2 separate regions of the Zea mays genome follow, and region 1 is linked to region 2. The links are chromatin contacts, called in public Hi-C maps. All regions are on one chromosome and are shown on one strand. Each heading gives the region's core, a stretch centred on a gene start, on an enhancer-like site or on the middle of the called end of the contact. The rest is flanking DNA. Distances are from core to core; before and after follow the strand shown.

Evidence for each region. Hi-C and Micro-C count contacts between places; a contact is called where the count stands out from the background.
Region 1: a Hi-C map of leaf shows a contact between it and region 2, with 5 times the contacts expected there. The contact joins the promoter of LOC100281554 here to the promoter of LOC100383127 in region 2. A contact is called at or near these places in 7 of 25 Hi-C or Micro-C datasets (ear, endosperm, leaf and 3 more).

The regions. Positions count from the first base shown.
Region 1 is chr1:306,407,459-306,413,543 of Zm-B73-REFERENCE-NAM-5.0, reverse strand. LOC100281554 reads right to left here and starts at 1,769. Exons shown (of 12, transcript NM_001397579.1): 1 at 1,530-1,769; 2 at 806-898; 3 at 653-704. The coding sequence starts at 1,544. It overlaps LOC100193319, which reads left to right and starts at 1,860. Exons shown (of 5, transcript NM_001138456.1): 1 at 1,860-2,071; 2 at 2,160-2,273; 3 at 2,711-2,790; 4 at 2,888-3,012; 5 at 3,306-3,576. The coding sequence starts at 2,019. The coding sequence ends at 3,377. LOC100191385 (salt-inducible protein) reads right to left here. Exons shown (of 1, transcript NM_001136819.2): 1 at 4,218-6,085. The coding sequence ends at 4,566.
Region 2 is chr1:306,115,371-306,121,374 of Zm-B73-REFERENCE-NAM-5.0, reverse strand. It overlaps LOC100383127, which reads right to left and starts at 2,088. Exons shown (of 1, transcript NM_001175793.1): 1 at 1,241-2,088. The coding sequence starts at 2,005. The coding sequence ends at 1,400. LOC100273845 (protein SOF1) reads right to left here. Exons shown (of 17, transcript NM_001148244.1): 15 at 3,828-3,933; 16 at 3,403-3,491; 17 at 2,858-3,270. The coding sequence ends at 3,108. It overlaps LOC100191606 (putative ARF GTPase-activating domain family protein), which reads left to right. Exons shown (of 7, transcript NM_001137035.1): 7 at 1-172.

The sequences.
Region 1 (6,085 bases), core at 520-3,019, 290 kb before region 2:
AGTATGCCGTATCGGTAGCTGTTTTCCCTCCCTGTTCCGGCGGCTGCTCTCCCTGTTCCGGCAGCTGCTCTCCTCTCTGGTTCTCTCCCTGTTCAACACCGGTGGCTGTCCTCTACTATTCCTCGGCAGCTCAGTGGTCTGGTTCAGGTCACTGGCTCACCCAGTCACCCTATTCCTCCTCAGCGGCAGCCCAACAACCTATAGAAGTGCGCAGCGGCAAGATGAGTTCATCATCCGACGATACCTTCATCTCTCTGTTGATCTCTTGTCTATTCCCCCTCTTGAATTCCCCTCTGTGACCCTGTGACCTTGTGACCCGAACCCAATTAGTTGACCTAATCGTGATGAGTCGTCTAGTCGCCAAGTGTATTGACTAGCAAGTCGGACGACTTGAAATCATTGGAGCGGAGGCAGAGGTGCTGGGATTGCAGGCACGACTTGAAATCATTGAACACAGTTTTGTTCTGTTTGGTCAAAATTGTATCTAAATTCGTTCCAAATGGTTATAAACTGCTTACAAGATGACAACCAGTTTAAACCTCTTCAAACAAACAAGAAAAAAAAGGCTCAGCTAATAGTTTCCAAAAACCAAATAAATCAATACGATTTGGGGTACAAATAGAAACAGTTGATGCAACTATAAATAACTAACCTTTAGTACCAAAGAGGACAATACCAACTTCATCGCTCCTGTTATAAACTAGCTGCAGAAATAGCTATCAATCTGAGATGGTTTGCTCGCAAAACTATAGGAAGTAGGATTAATTGAGGAAGCCCGATGATGCATGAAAGAACATGTGCTTGCCTTCTTATGCACAAGAGTCAAGCATACGTTCTTCACCTCTAGCAGCACTCCATGCATCGAAGGCCCAACATCCAACAGCAAAATCACCACTTCCTAAGAAATGATTACATAATTAGCAAAAGCACAGGCATCACTAAGAGAAGAAATGGGAAGCCAATTCCGTGCATAGTTGAAAAAGAAGTTATAGAAATGTCCCGAAAAGAGAAGGAGCGAAGGACCCATTTACATCATATAAACCTGACAAAGATAAGACAGATAAGAAGGAACAATTTGATATCTATTTACGTCACATAACATGTATGTTATCCAGACTTGTAGAGCATGAGGTAGTAAATTTTTACACATTGAATTAAAAATCACTAGTTGAACTCGTAGCAGTGGGGGAATCAATCATGTATGCAGTGCGAACAGAGAACATATTTTCACGACACAAATTAAGATAAGCTACTAGCCTACTACCTTGGAGCAACTAAAGTGTACAGTCCAGGCAAACAAACATCACCAGCCAGAGAACTTAACTTGCGGGACCAAACTCGAATGGATTCAGAAGCATAGGTATGTTTTTCCCGCTAGATAAAACCCTAGCATAGACAAGGGACAAATACCGCCTTTTTTTCTCTTTTGAAGCCAAACAAATGTGTGGCGCGTTATTTAGAAGGTGTGATTGGTCGAAACAGGGAAATGCATTTAATGCGCAAGCAATGGAGGTAAGACGAGAACGCACCCTGTTGCGAGCCATGGCGAACGTAGCGGAGGGGGACTTGCCGCGAGGCAGAGCTAGGGGAAGAACCGAAGAGGCTTTTATGCTGCCCCCATGAAAACCCGCCCAACGCCAGGTGCAGGAATTGACTGACGGTTGAGTAGCTCAACTCAACCCAAGGGGCGGGGTGGGACGAGGTGGCGGGGTGGGGAGCCGAGAAGGAGCAAGACGAGCACGGAGGCGGCGAGGGGGACAAGACGACTGGCCGGCGCGGCGGAGTGCGGAGGAAGGAAAGAGATTAAAAAAATGTAAAAACGAAAAGTAAAGGGAGAGAGTGGGCTGGGCCGTTGCGGCGATTAGTTGATAGCCCAGCAAGGAAGCCCAAACTCGTCACCGTCGCCTCCTTCTATTCATTTCGCCGAGAGGCGAAAGAACTGCTTCGCACCTACGTTACTGCTGAAGATCCAGCCGGCACACACAGACACCATCGGCGAAGAAGAGGCCGGAGAGAGGATGATACTGGCCGTGCTCTTCGCCAACTCCGATGGAAACATCCTTGTCGAGCGGTACTTTTCCCCTTGCCCTCCACTCACTCCGCTGAGATCTGATCTCGATTCGCCCCCCTTGACGAGATCTACCGTCTCTCTTGCGCAGATTCCATGGGGTTCCCGCGGAGGAGAGGCTCCACTGGCGCTCCTTCCTGGTGAAGCTCGGATCCGAGAACCTCAAAGGGTCCAAGAACGAGGAGCTCCACGTTGCCTCCCACAAGTACGTTTCATGATCATCTCTCCCTACAGACCAAATTTACCTTTTTCATTCTTATTGTTATCATTATGCTTGTGACCATTTTGGTTTTATTTAGAAATCAACCCATCTCTGATGGGAATTAGCTCCAGGAAAAAAAACTGTGGTACTGTTATTAACTGGTTACTTCCAATTGGTGGAAGCCAGTCCATGAAGATTCTCCCTCTTCTTACGTGAAATTCCCCCTCTTTTTTAACTTGTTACTGGGCGAGGTGAGGCAATGAAATTCAGCAAGCAAACCAAACAGACCCTAAATTGACTAAAACAAGCATGAAAGATGTTCACAAGTCAAGTCCCAGCTTATCAACTGTGGTACGAGTTCCATATGCTAGAGGGTTAGGGGCAAATGATACTGTATTAACTACATGTATACCTTATGTTAATCCTTGATGCTACCCCAGGTCTGTGTCTATTGTTTATACCACGGTCGGGGATGTCTGCCTCTACATTGTTGGCAAGGATGAATATGATGAGCTTGCTTGTGAGTCACAGTTTTCTGATAGCCTTTGGTCCTACTCCATTTCAAATGTTTGCCATCTCACAGTGTTTTTAACCTAAAATGTTTTCTGCCATTTTAGTGGCTGAGGTGATCTTTGCAATTACATCAGCAGTCAAGGATGTTTGTGCAAAACCTCCTACCGAGCGCCTCTTCCTTGACAAATACGGGAGGATCTGCTTGTGCCTTGATGAGATTGTTTGGAAGGTACATCTCCAACTCGTTTTTCTGGCCTCGTGGATATTTCTTTGTGCCTGTAATCTGGGTATGGTATAATGCTTACCATATCAGCTGGATGTTCCAATGTCTGTCATGTTCTGTTTCACGTATAGTTTGCTTATTATTGAAGCCAAATGTCAGTCCTAATGTTGCACAACAATGCTCTACCTCATGGTTATTGTACTCTTTTATGCGACTAAACCGGAGACAAGTTGTGCCATATAAATGTGCTGTGACGCGAGATTCATACTTTATCTGAGTAATTGTGTTTATCATCCCAGGGGTTGCTTGAAAACACGGAGAAAGACAGAGTGAGGAGGTTGATTAGACTAAAGCCCCCTGTGGAGCCATAATTTGCATGTAAAGCATATGTTGGCGTTGCTGTAATCCAGATCCAATCCCATTTGCATTTGTAGGCAAATTTTCAGAGTTTTCATCTGCACATTGTATCTACAGAATTATCATCACTTATTGGAGGATTGCGTGTGTGACATCAAAAACAATGTATCATCTGTGTATTTGCTATGTTGATAAGTGTGTTACTGCGTTGTATTTTATGCTACTGTGGCAAGCTCCCATGTATGCATACCACTTTTATAGCTGATATGGGCCTTTTAAAAAAAAATAGATGATTTTATTTTGAGAAATACTATATAGGTACCCAGCAAAGCATGAAGATACCATCCTAATTCCTGACTGACCCTGGAATTTGCATCTTGTTTGCAATTTTTAATGTGGAACTATGCCCCCGAGCATTGCATTTCAAGGCAAATGTGGCTCCCCTGAAGTGTAAGTAAGCATTTTCTGTGCATCACCTGTGCTATTATTATCGGTTTAATGACCATCTTGTATTTTTTTTTGGGTACAAAACTGTTGCAGTTGTAACATTACAGCCCTGCCGCTCTATATGTAAACTTGTTGTGTAGAGAACAGACCAATCAAAACTAAACCATCTCTGTAGTAATAGAAAGAAAAGGACACAAATCTAGTGGGGTCAAATCTGTTGTGAAATGATGGCTGTACACTAACAGGCATCTCCATCTCTTCAAGAGATGATGTCGTCCATTTAATCATAGGTTAGTTGTTAGGATTAGGCAGTTTCATATGTCACCAAAGGGGCATGTCTGTTCAACAAGACTGTTTTACACACACACACGAGATCAATGGAAATAGCAGCTCTTCCAATCATTTGTGATGAAACTCTGTAGTCAATTCCAACTTCCAAGGCGGTAGTATTATACTAGTAGTAGCCAAATCGGCACATTGTGTGCAGGGAGGAAAAACTATACAATTCTTCCACCAGGATATAATGGAATTTAAGAAGTGGCATTTGAATTTCAGAAACAGAACCAGCAGTGTAAGTCTGACAATCAGCCAATGTTTGAAGAGCGGCTTGGTGCTACCGTCTAATCTACGCGTTTCAGACTTCCAATTCTCTTCATACAAACTGCAGGCCAACAAATGCATGATCACCCAGTTTGCTCACTGAGCCCTTCTTTCCTTTGGAATTTGGAGCATTATGCAGCCACAACCACTGCGCCTCATCCGGCAACGACTGCGGACGACCTGCTCATCTGCAACCAAGAGACCAGATCATCTCTTGAACTGATGAAGCTGCCGGCTTGAGATTCGCTCGCATGGAATGGCACCGCCATTTGGTCCAGATGAGCGGCGAAAGCACTTGCCAGCCCCTGCGCAAACTTGTGGGTGCTGGATCCGGTGTACACGCTGAAGGACTCTGGCAAGTCCTTCTGCTGCGCCCAGCGCTCCGAGACAGTCTGCATCCAGTCATCAAACGCTGTCTTGGCTGCACCAACCGAGAGCGACCGCAGGTCCAGCGACCACTCCTCGTCCTTCCTGCTCTGAAGCTTGGAGTACAAACCATAGGTCTGGGCAAGGTGGAAGACTTCCCTTGCCCTCTGTGGAGGGAAGCCGTGGTTGCGGCATACATCGATCAGACAGTTGCAGTAAGGACGGCGTACTTCAGGGGCAGCGCTGTTCAGCACGCTCTTCAGCTCCTCTGTGATATCGTCACCACCGACCTGGGCGTCGCCGAGCACTCTGATCAGCTTGACCAGGTTCTGGTTGACCTTTTCCAGCGAGGAGAGCACCATTTCCATCTCCTCCCCGCTGCTCAGAGCGATGACAGAGAGCAAGCACCCACAGAGCCGATCGTCGGGCTTGAGACCCTTCTCCAGCCCGGACTCAAGCACCTCCACCGCTTGCTGTATCCTACGTGCCTTCCCGAGGCATTGGATGACAATGGTGTAGCTCATTATGTTGGGCTCTATCCCGCCCTTCAGCATTTCCGCGAACAGCTGGAGCGCACTGTCTGTGTCCCCGTTGCTCCCATAGATGTTGATCATGGCCGTGTAGCTCCACTTGTCCGGCTTTGGGACGTCGCGGCACTCCGGATCCTTCATCTCGTTGAAGAGCTGCTCGGCCTCGGCCACGAGCCCCACGTCCGCGCACATGCTCAGCAGCGTGTTGCAGAGGATGCTATCGGCGGGTAGCTTCAGCTCCCTCATCTTATCCCAGAGCTGGAGCGCGTCGCGGCCCCAGCGCGCCCTGCCGTAGATCTTGGCGAGCGCGGTGAGCGTGCGCGCGTTGGGCTCGACGCCCTGGTCGATCATTTCCTCGAACAGGTTGCGCGCGAGGCCGGGCTTGCCGGTCTTGCCCAGCGCCTCGAGCAGCGCGTTGTAGACGAAGATGTTGGGCTTGATGCCGACCTCCCGCATCTCCTTGAAGACGAACTGGATGCCATCGTAGTCGCCTGCCTCCCCGAACATCTTGGCGAGGACGGCGAAGGCGACGTGGTCGGGCTTCCAGCCGCTGCCCCTGGCGCGGTCGAAGAGCGCGAGCACCTCCTCCTTCATGCCGAGCTGCGCGTAGACGTCGAGCACGGCGGAGTAGGTGACCTCGTCTGGCAGGACGCCGTCGGCGGCGTACATGCGCTCGAACCACTCGACGGCCTTGGCGAACTGGCGGCAGCGGCGGGCGGCGGTGATGAGCGTGGAGTAGGTGATGTTGTCGAGGGGCACGCCCGCGTCGAGCATGTCCA
Region 2 (6,004 bases), core at 839-3,338:
AGTATATCCCTTGTGGTGCATCACCGACAGTTCTTGCACAGTTACAGCTCTGTAGAGGGATAGTAGATGATTCTTATCATGCGTTTTGTATTCTGACCTTTGCTTGTTGTGAGACCCAGTCCACATGAAGATGTTTTTTTATTTGTTATTGATACTTTCAAGACGTTGAAGCATACAATTATATGCATCAAGGTTGTCAAAGAAAGGTTCAGCATGAGAAAGCTGACCAAATGTTGCGCCAGCCACCAGTCTTTGGAGTTGTTTGTGGCCAAGTTGCAAGAAGCATGGCGTAGGGAAAACTCCGGGCGTTGCCACGCCAGACTCGTCACTAGTATTAAACAACTACTAGTGCCATTTGGCGTCTCGTTTGTCGGCCATGAGAGGGTCGATAGCATGCAGCAGATTCCTTTCCAACAACAAGGATCTTGCAGGCTTGCACAAAGGCAAATTCTCCTCTTGTTTTAGACACAGCATATTTGGTCGACGGCTTGTATGATCCAAAATGAAAACCGTACGGTGCCCCCCCTCCCCTTCTGTTAGGAATTTAGTTAGCACCGTTTTTAGTTGAAAACATGTAATCGCTAAAATTATATATACCAATAGTATTGGACGGGATTGTGGAAACTAGAATCCATTACTATTCTATTTTAATTTTTATATACTTTACTGCCGCACCTTGTCTTCTCGCTTGTGTTGCCGGCGCTCGTCTAGTCGTCTTTGTGTCGCTACCCTTCGAGTTGTGGCTCCGATCTAAGACATCCTCTGATTTAAAAAAAAATCTAAATCTATGGGCTAGAATCTCAATGGACTTAACCGAAAATGAAAAAAAAAAGATTCTAGATTTTTACTAGGTTAAATTTAGAACTGGATTGGCCTCCGATTCAAACCCAAACAAGACCTAATCTAGCTCATGTATCTATTTTATGGCAATGACTGTTATGTAAGCAATTACTAGGTTTAAGTGTATAAGTAGACTTCTGATCATTTAGATCATGATCATGTCATATTTAACACCTAAACCCTTCCGCCAAGAACTGTAGTAGTTTATAGACCTGACTGTAGTAGCTTTATAGATTGTGACCATAAGGATTAATTACACGCTTACACAACCCTCGTCGCCCCAGTTTTATACACCAATCAAACATAATTTCGGCTATAGCACAGTCGACGGAAGAGCTCAACGGCCCCCAAAGCTCTCGAACAAGTTCCGAAGGACCCAATGCCGTCCACTTTCCAAATTACCCAATACAACAAAATTTATTTGACATAATTAAATAAAATATAGACCATGTCTAGATTAAATATAACACACCTTCTCGATCTGACCACATACATCCCATAATCATGTATGACACGGATCGGAGAAACTTGAATTGAAGGAGTTGAGGCAGCGCGCGAGCTAGGAGGGATTATTAAGCGGATTGGGAGGAGACGAATTGAAGATCCGGATCTGCTCCAGGAACGTCTGCCCCTGCGGCCGGTCCTTGCGCCGGACATACCCGGCCGCCACGCCGTGGGTGTACTCGGGGACGCCCTTCTCCCCGCTGCGCCGCCACATGTCGTTGGCGTAGCTCCGGTGCGCGAAGTAGGCGATCGCATCCACCGCGCCGCCGCCCTCGAGGTCCACGGCCACGGCCAGCCGCTCGTAGTGCCCCGTCTCCACGCCCTCCAGCTCGTCCAGCCGCGCAAGCCCGCGGGCCGTCACCGCGTACGCCTCCCCGCGCACGCGGTGCGCCCCGGCGCCGGCGCCGGGGAGGTTCAGAAGGAACGGCACCCGGTACGGCCCGCACACCAGCGGCAGCCGCGCCGACGTCACCGCGGGGCCCACCAGCGACGCGTCCCCGCTCGCGAAGAGCTCCTCCAGGAGGCGGTGGTTGGAGAAGCCGCGCTTCAGCGTCCCGTACGTGAACACCAGCGTCGTCCGCTGCTTCGTCGCCGGGGGGTGGGTACGGTGGCGGTCCTGCGGATCCCCCGCCGGAGCCGGAGCGTCGCCGGTCGTGCCCATAGGAGGTGCGGGCGTTGATTAATCTGTCTGTATCTCAGATGAGAGATTCTTAGGAGGAGGAGGAGGTTGTTGTTGGTGCTGCGTCTGCCTGCCGCCAATCTAACAGGCGGCGTGGCTCATTTATAGCAGACGGGCCCTCTGACCAGTGGACCACGCAACGGATGGCCTGCCATCGACGACCGTTTTTTTTTCCTTCTAATTTAATTGATTGACAAAAGGAATCATAAATAAAACTCATGTATATACGACAAGATTGGACCAACATTGGACGGCGCAGCAGCTGACAGAAAGCCGTTTGAAAACACGCTTTAGTAATCTTCTCATGGATTGCTCCCAAGATAATACTATGGTTTTTAAGAATACTACAGTTTTAAAGGTTGGCTTTAACAATGCCACATTATTTTATTTTCGGGGTATGGATCAAAGTTTTCGCTGCGAGTATGAAACGACTTCTCTGTCGCACGCTTCTTTATTTTTAGTCTATATGAACTGTTATGATTTATATGATCATCGGTAAACAGGTTTTTAAATGGAACTTGATGACAATAAAAAAACCATGGCACCAAACAGACGTTTCGATTCAATCCTGAAACAAAACCATAGTTATGCATGGCAATTATTGGACTGTGGCATTAAAATGGTTTTAAAAACTGCACCCCCCCAAGTTTATCTAACTTTTTCTACCTAATAATAAGTTTTAACCTTAGACAAAAGATCCTTACGAGATGCAGAATGGACATTTGTATCAAAAACATGAATGTGCTTGCTGTTATAGATGGATGCCATGCCTCTCCAGTTTCCCGTTCATTGAAACTGAATGCCCAATTTCAGTCATCAAGCGTCAGTTTCCATGAGAAAACGTCCTACCTTCAATTCGGATTGCTCACGGTCTTGCAATGCAATGGCACGATATGAATATTTTGTGTGGTATTTCAAATACACAATAATAACTAGTCAAACAAACTGATTGATGGAGCACATATATGTAGTACGAAAGGCAAAACTGGAGCTCAACTCCCAAAGGAAACATCATGTATTCTCTCAACTCCATCGCCTCAGAAACACAAACGTGTACCACGACCATGCAATGCAAACCGCATGTCTACTCAACTTCTCTGATGATTCTCCGCTTCCTGAAGGGCTGCACAGGCATGCTCCCGGGAGCACTGTGCTTTCGCCTCCTTTCCTCTTTACGGCTTTCAGCTTCGATCATCGTACGCCGTAGGTTGGCTGCCTTGTAGATTGGCTTCGGTAGATGTCTATGCCTGTAATAACAATTAACGACAAAGCCATACATATATACCCTGTACTGTAAGAGACATCAATGCGATTGTGAAAAAGAGAGAGTTTTGATTTCCCCATGCCTCGGCAGAGGAGGCAACACCACCATAGCTTACCTTACAATCCGCTTGACTTCTGGGAGATGCTTGTACCGCTCCTTCAAAGCATCCTGGTACTCTTGCTTTTTGCGCTCCCGTGGAAGAAGCTGCACAACATATTTGCTCAGTCACATACAACAAGTCAACAGCAAAACGTTCTTAAACTCTTCCAATAGTGGTAAGTACAACTGATGAAAATTATTGCCTATAAAATAACAAAAAAAAATCCTAAGGCATTGATAATCTAGGAAGTAAATCAGGGCATACACAGTTGGCTATTGCAATACTGCTAAGTCATAGAGCATCCACAGTGAGAAACCAGACGCTATCTTGACCAAAATAGCTAACCACCAGATTTCGGCTTGACTCTAAACAGCAGCAGGCAACAAGCATGCCAAAACACAACAGCAACTTCAAAACATTGAATAGATTAAAAAACTTACAACTCCAAGTTGTTCTGAAGCTTTGGACTTCCACAGACGAAGATTTGTATCATCACTGCCAGAGACTAAATAGGTCCCATCATAGGTGTACTTCACACAAAACACCCTTCATAGTAGTATGGTAAATTGATTAGAATCTTAAAAAATGTTCGTGGTAAATAGAAGGTAATTATCTTTCAGAAAAAAGCTGCGTATAATGTAAACATGATAAACTCGTCTAAACTAAACTAAACTACTTTCTGAAACTATATAGAAAACAAAATTCAGCTAAAGCATGTTCCATGCCTCCATTCGTTGACCTTGACCTATATCAACATAAATAGACCTCACACTAACCGACCACTGAGTTTAACATCATATAGAGATTTTGAGGGCTAATTGGTCTCATAAAAAAGGCAGCGATTGAAGTTCAACTATAAAACATGAAAGACATTAGTATAGGGAGCAGAAGGACCTACATATGGTTTTCATCTGGAGAGGTCTTACGACAAAATACCAAGAAATATTATGTGATGGCTTTGGACAAACATAAAGTGCCAACAAAGTGCATTGGACTCATCAAGGACATGTACAACAATGTTGTTGTGACTAGTATTCAAACAAGTTATGGGGACACGAATGCCATCCCGATTAGAATATGACTACATTAAGGGTCAGCGTTGAGCCCTCACCTTTTTGATCTGGTGATGGATTAGATCACAAGGGACATACAAGAGGATATCCCTTGGTGTATGCTTGTGGACAATATAGTGCTAATTGATGGAAGTCGGGCAAAAGTAAATACAAAATTAGAGTTGTGGCAGGAGACTCTAGAGTCTAAAGGTTTTAGGCTTGGTAGAACTAAAACCGGATACATGAGATGTGACTGGCACTATCACACAAGAGAAAGTAGATGTTAGTTTTGAAGGTTAAGTAGTGTCCAGGAAAGATACCTTTCAGTATTTAGGATTAATGTTATAGAGAGATAGAGATTGATGAAGATGTTAGCTATAAAATCAAAGCAAGGTGGAAGAAGTGACGCCAAACAACCCAGACAACGCAGCCCCCCACACAAAGCCCATCCAGTCATCGTTGCCAAGTTCAACACAAGGGACACGCGGCTCTGACTTCCCAAGACGGGCTGCACACCAACAAAGGAACTCGACGAAGCTTACAACTAAACATCGACACACAAGGAGGAAGACCGTGGTACGACATCGTTGTCAAGCATCGACACACCCCACGTGAGGCAGCTCCGATTCTTCACCAACGAGCTTGGAGCCACAACGCTGAGCACCGAGAGCAAGCAGACGCCCAAAGCAACAAATACCAAACACCACCGAGCAAAGCGGAGTGACGAAAGGCCTCCACTTTGCCGACAATCACACAAATAGAAGGTCTTCTGGACAACGCCTTCAAGAAGGAAAAACGAAGTCTAATCGTCGTTGCCGCCCGCCTAGAACAATCTAGGCAAAGTTTTCTCCGAAGACCCAGCGGAGCAACGATGATCGCCAACACCATGGAGAAGGTTGTAGGGGCAACCAACCTAGCAGGTCCCAACCACCAGAGCTCCGATGTCAGCCGGCCAACCAACGCGAAACCCCAAGATGGATGAGGCTAGGACTCCCACACGGAGGGCATGGGAGATCCATGGACAACACCCTCAATAGGGTAGGAGTGGCGCCCACGGGCGTCACCGCCGTCCACCCACAGGCAGGTATGGCTTTTACCGAAGGACTAACCACCACATGTCTCATCGCTCGGAACCAGTCACCCACCAACCGAACGAGAGTGGAGAGATGGATCTGGTTGGGGAGGCTCAAGATCCAGCCTCCAACCGACTGAGAAGCGCCGACCAAAGCCGCCAAGTCCACCGCCCCATGAAGACCACGCCCCCACCCCTCCATCTCGAGCCCTGCCTACCCTAACCCGTCGCAGGCAGCAGCAGAGCCACCGCAAACCATGGCCCTCGCGGCCCTCGTCACACGTGCACCGCCGCTGTCGCAACTTAGCCACGCGAGCGTGCAATCGACGCCGCGGGCCAACCACGCGAGCAGGTATAGCCGCCGTCAGGCCACTCTCCCTCGCCAACGCGGAAGGAGCCGAGGCGACATGGGGGCCGGCCAAATCGCCCCGCCGCCACCATCACCGTGAGTTGTGCGAGCATCCCGTCGGCTAGCTCCGACGATGGCGAGGCA